2 separate regions of the Sus scrofa genome follow, and region 1 is linked to region 2. The links are chromatin contacts, called in public Hi-C maps. All regions are on one chromosome and are shown on one strand. Each heading gives the region's core, a stretch centred on a gene start, on an enhancer-like site or on the middle of the called end of the contact. The rest is flanking DNA. Distances are from core to core; before and after follow the strand shown.

The links. A called contact is a pair of places that touch in the nucleus more often than the background predicts.
Region 1: a contact with region 2 is called in a Hi-C map of liver, with 5 times the contacts expected there. The contact joins the promoter of CTU1 here to the promoter of JOSD2 in region 2. A contact is called at or near these places in 2 of 47 Hi-C or Micro-C datasets (heart right ventricle and liver).

Annotation. Positions count from the first base shown.
Region 1 is chr6:55,742,989-55,747,943 of Sscrofa11.1, forward strand. It overlaps CTU1 (cytoplasmic tRNA 2-thiolation protein 1), which reads right to left and starts at 2,755. Exons shown (of 4, transcript XM_021094859.1): 1 at 2,582-2,755; 2 at 1-141. The coding sequence starts at 104. LOC110261034 (myeloid cell surface antigen CD33-like) reads left to right here and starts at 2,876. Exons shown (of 6, transcript XM_021094852.1): 1 at 2,876-3,961. The coding sequence starts at 3,937.
Region 2 is chr6:55,338,892-55,343,861 of Sscrofa11.1, forward strand. JOSD2 (Josephin domain containing 2) reads right to left here and starts at 2,104. Exons shown (of 5, transcript NM_001243416.1): 1 at 1,941-2,104; 2 at 1,235-1,397. The coding sequence starts at 1,380. ASPDH (aspartate dehydrogenase domain containing) reads right to left here and starts at 4,646. Exons shown (of 7, transcript NM_001243870.1): 1 at 4,524-4,646; 2 at 4,185-4,329; 3 at 3,844-3,928; 4 at 3,603-3,752; 5 at 3,300-3,520; 6 at 3,075-3,229; 7 at 2,452-2,623. The coding sequence starts at 4,578. The coding sequence ends at 2,580.

The DNA.
Region 1 (4,955 bases), core at 1,505-4,004, 400 kb after region 2:
TCAAAGGCGGCGCAGAAGCAGGGGCCGCACAGCGCCTGGCCGGAGCGGGGACGGCGGAGGGCTGCGCGCGCCTTGTGGCAGGAGGCGCACTGCGGGGCGGGCATCGTGGGGTCCAGGTGAGGCGGGACGGGACGGCTTCTCCTGGGTGGGGAGAGAGGGGAGAAGGGTTACACGAGGATTCTGGATTGCCGGGGTCCTTGCCCACAGAAAGGCTGCCGGCATGGTGTCCGTGTCAGGAACAGACCAGGGCCAGCAGAATGCGCGCAGAGTAGGTGTCTCCCAGAATAAGAGAGGGTAATACGCACACAAGTGATCCTTGAACAACGTGGGGGATAGGGACGCAGTTAAAATCCGCCTAACTCTGCAGCCGGCCCTCCACATCGCTCCTGATCCCGCATCCACGGATTTCACAGCAGTGCTGTATCTTCTCTTCATCCTCCCAAGCATCTTACCTCACTTTTCCTAAAAGCTTATGGCCTTTTGCTCTAACCTCACGTCCCACTTGCCTTCAGCCGCTCTGGTCTCTACTCTCAAGCATCCCAGGAAACGCCTACTGCAAAGTGTCCGCAGTGCCCTTCCCTCTGCCCAGAGGATTCTTCCCTGTCACTGGGCCCAGCAACCAGCCCTCAGGACCCATGGCCGTGACCATTCGGCACATCTGTCACAGCTGAGCAGCGACCCCTTGAAATCTCCTCACCCCACCTCCTCCCCCGGCTTTGACTTGATTCGCCCTCCCTCTCCTGGTTTATCTCCTGCTCAGCCTCTAGTCTCTTTTGGAGTCCTCTTCATGGTTCTCAGGTCCTGCCCAGGTCATTTTTTCCTCGTGGGTGACTCTGGATGATGAAGTCCACCCGGCCGGTCCTCTAGATGCCCCATTGAGGATCCCTGATGGTCCCCTTGGATCTTGGGTGCCCAAACGGACCCCCAGGCAGAAACCTGTTCTTGCCCAGCTGTTCCCTGTCTTCCCAGACCCCCACCACCTTCCGCCCAGCTTCTCTGAAGGCAGGACATAAAGCCACCCTGGATTTATCTCTCTTCTCCCCCTAAATCTACAGTCACTCGGTCCCGGGAGTCTGCCTACAGAACAAGGAAGACCCAGGCAGGAGATGGGTCTGTGCAGATTGTCAGAGGCTAAGAAGCCAGGATACAGAAAGAGATGGGAGCCATGGGAGGATTTTGCCCTAAGAAGGGGTATAATGTAACTTAGGTTTTAAAGGGATCTCTTTGGCTGCAGTGTGGGGAACAGACAGTGGCAGGCAGGGGTAGAGACAGGGAGGCCACTGAGGAGGCTATGGCAGTAGCCAGTGAGATGACAGTGGCCTGGACTAGGGGGTTGGCAGTGTAGAGGACAGGAAAAGGTGGGATTTTGGATCTATTTTGAAGGTAGAGCCACCCTCAGGACTGGCACAAGACTTGGACTGGGGTGGTGGGTAGGGTCATGAGAAAAAAAAGAGGAAAGAGGGATGACTTGGAGGTTTTGGCCTGAGCACCTGGGAGGATGATGGGACCATTTAGTCATGGCTGGAGGGGTGGGGGATGACGCTGACCAGAATTCTCCATCTGGACAGGTCAGGTTTGATGTGCCTGTTAAGCATCTTCCCTTTGAAGACTTGATCAACCCCAGGCTGGGTCAGGAGCCCCCTCTGGGCTAGCAGAGCCCCTTGTATGCCTCCATCTGCACTGGATCTCGACTCTACCCTTCATGGTGACAGGTGTGTACTGTACTGTGAGCCTGGAGGGGGGAGGGGGGAAGGCCCTCCCAGTCCCCTCGGAGAACAAAGGGAAGGCAACATGTGACATCAGCACCTGTGTGCACATGCACGATTCTGTAACAAGGTGCCATAACCTGAATCCATGGATCTATAACTGTCCACTCAGAAATTACAGAATGTATGTTACCTTATAAGGGGGACAAAGAGACCAAAGCAGGGAAAAAAATAATCATAATAACGGAGGATATGTAAGACCACGCCCCACTGTGTTGGAGGCTCAGCCTTTGGATATGAACCTGCTAAGCCAGTGCGGGCACGAATATATGCTGTTGCCTGGCAAAAAGGTCTCGGTGTCCTGTCTCCCTGTGCGTAAGTCCTGCAACAAGCCCAATAAACGCAGGGACAGGGTCTGCTTCCTCCACCACTGACCTCCCCTGCCTCGAGGTGGACTTGGCACAGGATGGGTGCTCAGTAAAGTTCTGAGGGATGAGGGAATGATAAATGCCCCCGGAAAACGGGGCCCAGGCCTCAGGGATGCCTCCGGATTGCAGCCTTGTCAGAAGGACCCATGGGATGTAACATCATTCTATCAGGACAGAGTAGGGGCAATGCGGACGTACCCAGCTAGAGTCAGGGGCAGGGAAATGGTCGAAACTCAACCTGAGGGGGGGAGGGAGGGTGCGGGCCAGAGACAGGCCAGGCCGCAGGGTCCGAAGGGGGATGGTGGCCAGAAGGCCTCTGGGATAACAGGCGCTGGGAAAACTGAGGCGAGTGTCATCACTCCCACAGAGACCTTCAACCCTCAGACGACACCGCAACAAAGAGCGGGCGCTCACGGGCGGACCAACTCGAGGCGGGGGAATACTCACCTGAGGAGAACTCGGGGGTGGATCGTCCAAACCGTCTGACACGCGGAACTCCGGCACGGAAGTGGATCCGGAGACTACAACTCCCAAAAGACCTTGGAGGCTGCCTTGCCTACGGCTCCCAGAATCCCATGCAACGGCTCCTGAGGCACTTATGGTTACCAGGTCCTCTTGGCTTACAACTCCCAGCAACCTTTGTGGCCCCATTTTTCACTCTGCCTACCGCTCCCAAAATGCACTGCCGCATGCACCGCCCTCTTTCTTTTCTGCGCCTGCGCAGGGGGCAAAGGCCGTAGCGCATGCGTTATTTTGCTGTGGTAGTGCTCTCTCACCGTGCTGGACGCTTAAAAGGCGAAGTGACTGTGTTAAAATTATATATTTTTGTAGCTAGGCTTTTATAGGGATTATAGAGCATAATGTTTTTACCCTCTGCGATGGGGTTTCGGTGGGAACCGAAGGTTTGGTCGCGTGTGTAAAAAGAGGAGATGGGACATGCGCAGTACAGAGATTCTGAGAGGAGCGGTTCGCCCTGGATGCACGCGTGCCCTGCAGGACTGGTTCATGGTGCGCCTGAGCGTGTCGGCTGGGGAGAGGGAGCAGTGTGTTTGAGAGCCGAGGCCTCTGCGCGTGCGTCAGCCGTCGACACTCCGTCTTCTGAAGAGTGTTCCAAAGACTCAGATTCCTGAAACCCACCAGTCCCCACGCCCAGTGTCATAGAGACTCAGAGTTTCAGAAACTCAGACCCTTGAACTAAAGGAGCCAAGAGACCGGGGACTCGAGAGGCAGCTCTCACCAACCAGCACATCTGTCATATTGAACCTCTTGGATCCAGACATAGGGTCTCTGTTCTTTGTGATCAGCCCCCCCTGCCCTGCCCCCCGCCAGAGATGCAGTCAGCGCTTAACTCTGAATCAGCACCGCGGACAGCACACACCCCTCCTCCCTTTCCAACCCAGGAGCCAGAGCACGTCCTGGGCAGAGGCCCCATCCCTGCTGGGGTAGAGGTGGGGTTGGTCACAAACAGATCACAGAACTTGGTAGCTGGTGGAGGATTCCCAGCACAGTGGTAAAGTGAGAACGTAACACCTGCGAGCCCAAGATTATCTGCAGAACTCACATCCCTTGTGACTGCCTGAGAGCCCTTACTTGGCCTGTACCTCTCTGAGAACTCCCTTTCCAGTCCAGAAGAGCTAGAACTCCACCCATCCCTGGCCTTTGCTGCCCTCATCACAGGCACTTTCGCTATGGCATTGGATTGCCAGGTAACCTGCCTTCCAACCGGATGTTACTTTCCTCAGAGACAAGGGCTGGATCTTTACTAGAAACCTGAAGGCACAGTGTAGACGACTGGTGAATGAATGAAATTTCCTCTCTCACCTCACGGTAAGTGTTGACATTTCTTACCTCTAAAATTAATATAAACTTCCTGGGAAATCCCTGGTGCCTCAGTGGGTTAAGGATCTGGCATTGTCAGATATGGCACAAGTTCCATCCTCAGCCTTGGAATTTCCACATATATTGGGCATAGCCAAAAAAAAAAAAAAAGTTCCCATTGTGTCTCAGCGGGTCAAGAACCCAACATGGTCTCCCTGAAGATACAGGTTCGAATCCTGGCCTTGCTCAGTGGGTTGGGGATCCGACAAGGAACTTCCGTATGCCACGTGTATGGCCATAAACAGGGAAAAAAAAGAAAGAAAATGAACATGTAAGCCATACATTGGGAAAAAATCATATCTATATATCAGTCTATATCTACAGAGCTATAGATATAGATAAGTAGTTATAGATAAGTAGATAGATATCTTTTTCCAAAAGGGAGGTTGAACTTAAATATATAAAGAATTCTTTCCTACCGTATAACACCGGGAACTATGTTCAATATGCTGAGATTAAACCATAATGGAAAAGAATATATAGGAGTTCAGTTGTGGTTCAGTGGTAATGAATCCGACTAGTATCCGTGAGAATGAAAGTTCAATCCCTGACCTCATTCGATAGGTTAAGGATCCAGCGTTGCCTTGAGCTGTGATGTAGGTCGCAGACACAGGTCAGATCTCACGTTGCTGTGGCCATGGGTAGGCTGGCGACTACCGCTTCAATCTGACCCCTAGCCTGGGAACGTCCATGAGCCTGCAGATGCAGCCCTTCAAAAGGAAAAAAAAAAAAAAAAAGAATATATAAAAAATGTATATATGTATAACTGAATCACTTTGCTGTACCACAGACATTAACACACCATTGTTAATCAACTATACATCAATAAAAGACAGTAAGAGAATAAGAATGGGGGGTAAAAAGAATCCTTATTAGTTAGCAAACCAGTGCTAAATAAAGGAGAGGCCCCAAATGGAGTCATGTGCGGCAAGCCTCATGTCAG
Region 2 (4,970 bases), core at 854-3,353:
CCACCACCGCTTGTCTCTCTGAGCCCCCCTCCTCTGGACAACCGGCACCTTTGTTCTGACTTTGGGCCCTTGGTGGGCGGGGCAGGGGGAGGGGCCGAAGAGGGGAGTGTTGTGTCGGATTTTTCTGGGTATCTGCTTCCCTCAGGACAGAGCTGTCTCTGGACCTCCAGTGTGGCCTCCCATGAAAGAGGTGATTGATTCCTGCTCTGAATGACAGAGAGAATGAATAGATTCTAAAATAATCAGGCTGAGGGGCTGGGACTCTGCCTGAGGATGCTGGGGAAAGGGCCACGGGAGGACTGTGACAAGGGATGTGGGGACAGGGCCACCTCTGGGTGTAGGATCACGCAGGCTGAGGGGAGGGTCCAGGAGATGATGGGACCAGAGCTGTGGGGACAGAGAGGAGGCAGAAAGACAAAAAGGGGTGTCTGAAAACTTGAATAGCGAGGAGGGGCCTTTCAGGCTGCCGAGAGGAGGAAGCTGTGCCAGGCAGAAAGAACAGCCTGGGGAGTTCCCGCTGTGCAGCGGAAACGAATCCAATTAGTATCCATGAGGATGCGGGTTTGATCCCTGGCCTTGCCCAGTGGGTTGAGGATCTGGTGTTGCCATGAGCTGTGGTGTAGGTCACAGATGTGGCTTGGATCCTGTGTGGCTGTGGCTGTGGCGTAGGCCCACAGCTGTAGATCCGATTCAACCCCTAGCCTGGGAACCTCCATATGCCATGGGTGCGGCCCTAAAAAAAGGGAAGAAAGAACGAACGAAGAGCACATGAAAAGGCCCAGAGGCACCGTGGTGGGGTCCATTCAGGGCCTGGAGAGGAATTTGCTTTGAGAGGAGCTGCAGAGACAAGCGGGGATCAGAGCACAAGACTGCAGAGCTTGGGCCTTCTTCTGGGGTGCTAGGGAGCCATGGGAGGGCTGGGAGCAGCGGAGGAGCAGGGTCAGACCGGACGCTGTGTAGCTGGGACTGAACGAAATAAATTGGGAGCTGGGAGGCCAGAGAAGAGTGAAGGCGATGGCCCAGATAACAGGGTGAGACAACCTGAGGCTGAGGCCAAGGGGACAAACAGGTGCACGAGGCAACATCTCAATCTTTGAGTCCCAGGGTCTAGCCCAGCTATGAGATAGGGCAGCAGAAACCCCCGGGGCTCTGCCCCCGCCTTGCTCTGAGACCCAGGTGGGTTGCTCGCCTCTGTGAGCCCTGCTTCTCCAGGGTATGGGGGGGTGATGGTCACCTCTTGCAGATCTCATCGGCAGCCTCCTGGCTGAAGAGCTGCTGCTGCAGGACGTTGTTGAGGGCGTGGACAGCACAGAGTTCCAGGCGTTGCCGTTCGTGGTACACGGAGGGTGGGCTTGGCTGAGCTCCTGGGGCCTGGGACATGCCGTCCTCGGCTCCTCCTTGAGGGAGTGGGGAGAGAAGGTACTCAGGGACCTGGGATCTGGAAGGCCAGCCTGCCGGCAGGTCTGGGGCGGGCGGGCGGCACTGTCATTGAGTTGGGACTCATACAGCCTGAGGGGCCACTGGGCCACTGATTCGGCTGTCCTGGCAGCAGAGTACCTTCATCCCCTATTTCTAGGAAAAAAGCTCGCTCTTCCGCTCACTTAGCAACAGAGGACCACCCCTGCCACATCCCTAAGTGAAAGGGTCCGTATGGTCACCTAGCAACAAAGAAACCCTCTCCCCTATCCCTAGGTAACAGGCTTCATCTCCAGCTACCTAGCAACAGAGAACCCTCCACCCCAGTAGGTAACCAGACTTTCTTCTGGTTACTTAGCAATAGAGGAATCCTCCTCTCGCGTGTCTAGCTAACAGGGTCTCTTCTGGTTGCCTAGCAACAGAAGACTCCCCTTCCCTGTCACTAAACAAGAGCGTTCTCTCCTCTGGTCCTCTGGCAACAGGGCCCCCTCCCCGACAGCAAGAGCCCTCTCCCCGACCCGTACCCCAACCGTAGCGCTAGTCCGTTGCCTGGCAACGCCCTTCACCCCGCCTGCCTCTCTGTTCCTCCGAACCGGGGGTTCCCGCATCCCCCTGGGCGGTGGCTCTGGGCTCCGTGAGCAAGGCGGGCAACAAACACCGCGCTGACTGGCCGGGCGGGACCGACTACAGCTCCCGGCGGCCCCCACGAGCCGGACTACGACTCCCGGCGACCCTCGGGAGCGCGCCTGCTCCGCATGGAACTTCCGGGCAGCGTGGCCCGGAAGTCCGCTGTCGCCCGGAGAACGCGGGACTACAACTTCCGTCGGTCCCTGCGGCGAGTCCCGGAAATGTGCCCTCAGCGGCCTCGCCTTCTCCTACTGCCACGCCCCCTTCTGCTCAGAGGATCATGGGAAATGTAGTGCGTAGGTTCGCGCGTCCCTGTATGCCCGCTCCATGTGGTGGCGTCAGGCATAGTGTGACGACGCAGCGTGACGTCACGGGAGGGGAACAAGTGATCAGACACCAGACCAGGTCGGGAAAAGAGCCTCCAATATTTACTGAGACACGAGGGAGGTATGGGGACACCGAGGCCGGGGTAGGAGCCGGACGGTGGTGAGGAAGTACATGAGACAAAGATGTCCTTATGGGAAGGAGGAGGCTTCTCAGCAGAAATGGATTCCCGGCTTGGAGGGGAGCTGGCAGCAGCCTGCAGGGGAAATAACCGGGAATGAAAGGCTCAGACAGAGAGATGAGGAGTGACAGACACCTGGAAGAAGGGACAGGCCAAGGTGGGGATCGAGGAAGACCTAGAGGGAGAGCCTGAGACCCAGAGGGGCCCAGCGACCTAAGGAGAGGGACCAAAGTCCCAGAGATAGAGGGACAGAGACCGTGAGGGTGGACAGGGACACCTGGTAGGGTCCCAGAGAGAGGGGGACACAGAGGCTGAGAGCATGGAAACTTGGACAACAGAGAGAGATCTAAAAAGATTCAGCATCATCGCGCGCAGGGTTAAGGAGACTCAGAAACAACGATCAATCAATTAAGACAGAATCAGAACTTCAGACCGAGGCAACACCTGAGACGCAAGCTCTGCAGAGCATGAGAGCCCGGGGCTTGGGGTGAGGGACCACTAGCACTGGGGAGGAACCTGGCCTCACCCAGGAGGCTGCGCCAGAAGGCGGTGACAGTGGCAGAGCCAGTGACAGCACCGGGCTCAGCTGGGTTCTCCCTGTGGGTGTGCACAGCAAAGCTTCGGCCTGTGGGGCCTGGGGGGCCGCTCAGCTCCACATCCACCACGTGCATGTCCTTGAGGCTGAGGCAAGGAAGGTAATCAGTGCTACTGGCCTGGCCCCAGCCCAGACCCCCTGCTCAGCTTGGCTCACCTGAAATCAGCCACAAGCACCCCAATCACACGGTCAAAGCCCAGGCTGGGGGCGGCCAGGGCAGCAGCTGCCATGGTGTTAGAATTTCGGGGGGCAAAGGGGCAGAGCCCACGGACAGGGCCTTCATAGAGCACGGTGCGAGGCCCGGTGCTGTGCGCTGTAGCCAGGGGTCCCTCGAGCCGGAAGCCATCGGGGTGTGTGGCCATGGTGACTCGGAGGCTCTGGAAGTGAGAGCCAGGGTCAGGGGGGCTAGGGATCTCTGTTGGCCCTTTCCAGTTCCCGGGGAGCCCAGCGGACCCTCACCTGGAGGCCTCCGGCTTTGTCCAATCTGGTGATGTCGTCAGTGCCCCACAGGGCACCTCGGGCCACGAACACAGCGTGGCCCCAGCGATGCGAGGCCTCCAGGAGCCGCTGCTCCGTGGCCTGCTCAGCCAGGGCCGAGGGGGAGCCCACCTGGGGAAGATGAAGGCGGGGCGGGGCTGAGGTCAGATGACGGATCCCATTTAGAGGGGGGTGGTGCCAAGGCGAAAGAGGCAGGGCTCACCAGGAGATGGGCATAGCGCAGGATCTCTGCCCCAGATTCGTGGATTATTTTGGGATGGGCCACTTCCACCACAAGGTCAGGGTGCCTGGGAACGGGGAGGGGAGGGGGGAAGGCCTTGAAGACATAATAGAGCTCCCCTCCCCAGATTCCCTGAGTCTATGGAGGCCTGTCCCTCTTCGCCCTGGCTGGGGAGGGGAAATGGGCCGGAATCTTGTCCTATTTCACATTTGGGTGAACCAAAGCCCAGAGAGGGTGAGAGACTCTCCTGAGAGCACACAGCACCCAAGGGAGCCAGAAGAGGAGCTTCAAAGAGTCCCACTCTCTAGGGCAAGGTCACTGACCTCTCCCCGAGAGCAGCAAGGTTCTGGAGCTGCAAGGAAGGGGGTACGCTCCCCGCCATTCGTCCTGGGTCACGGTTCCAGACGAAAACGAGTTCGAGGCCCAGTTCTGGTCCCTGAGTCAGCAAGTGGGAGACAAGGGACTGCCCTGGGGAGAGGGGAAGAGACTCAGAGAGAAGGGGACAGAGCCCCGTGGTGGGGAATGGGAGGTGCTCAGGCAGACACAGAATCAGCCGGCCGCTGATTGAGACAGAGATGGAAGATGTGTGCGTGGAAGGCACAGGGGCTCTGGAAGCTTCAGAAAGGGGCTGGGGAAGAGGCCCCAGACGGTCAAGGACTCACCGAGGCGGCCGTAGCCCACTATGCCCACCTTCCTTGGGACCTGGTCGAGGGCCATGCCCTTGGGTGTGATGGTCAGGGGGCTGAGCTCCACCGGCGGCTCGCTACCCACTGCCCACCCCCACTGAAGGTTTGGGCAGCAGCTGATCTTTGGACATTTGACCCTTGAGCCTCTCCGGAACCTCCCCCCTTCCTCCAGCAGCGGCCCAGAGGTGGGGGTGTGGGTGTGCCGCGTGGGGGTGGGATGAGAATCTGGGGGGGCACTGGGCACGATGGTCTGGGGTTCTGGGGCCCTGAGTTTGTCCCCCCTGCCGGCCCCCCGTACCCGGCCCATTCCTTCTCTGCATCACATCCTCCTCCTTTCCTGCTGATGTGGAAAATTTCCTCTGCAGTCCCCTGCCCCCCTTTCTGGCTGGCCAGGTTGTCATGGAAACTGCATCCTACTTGGGG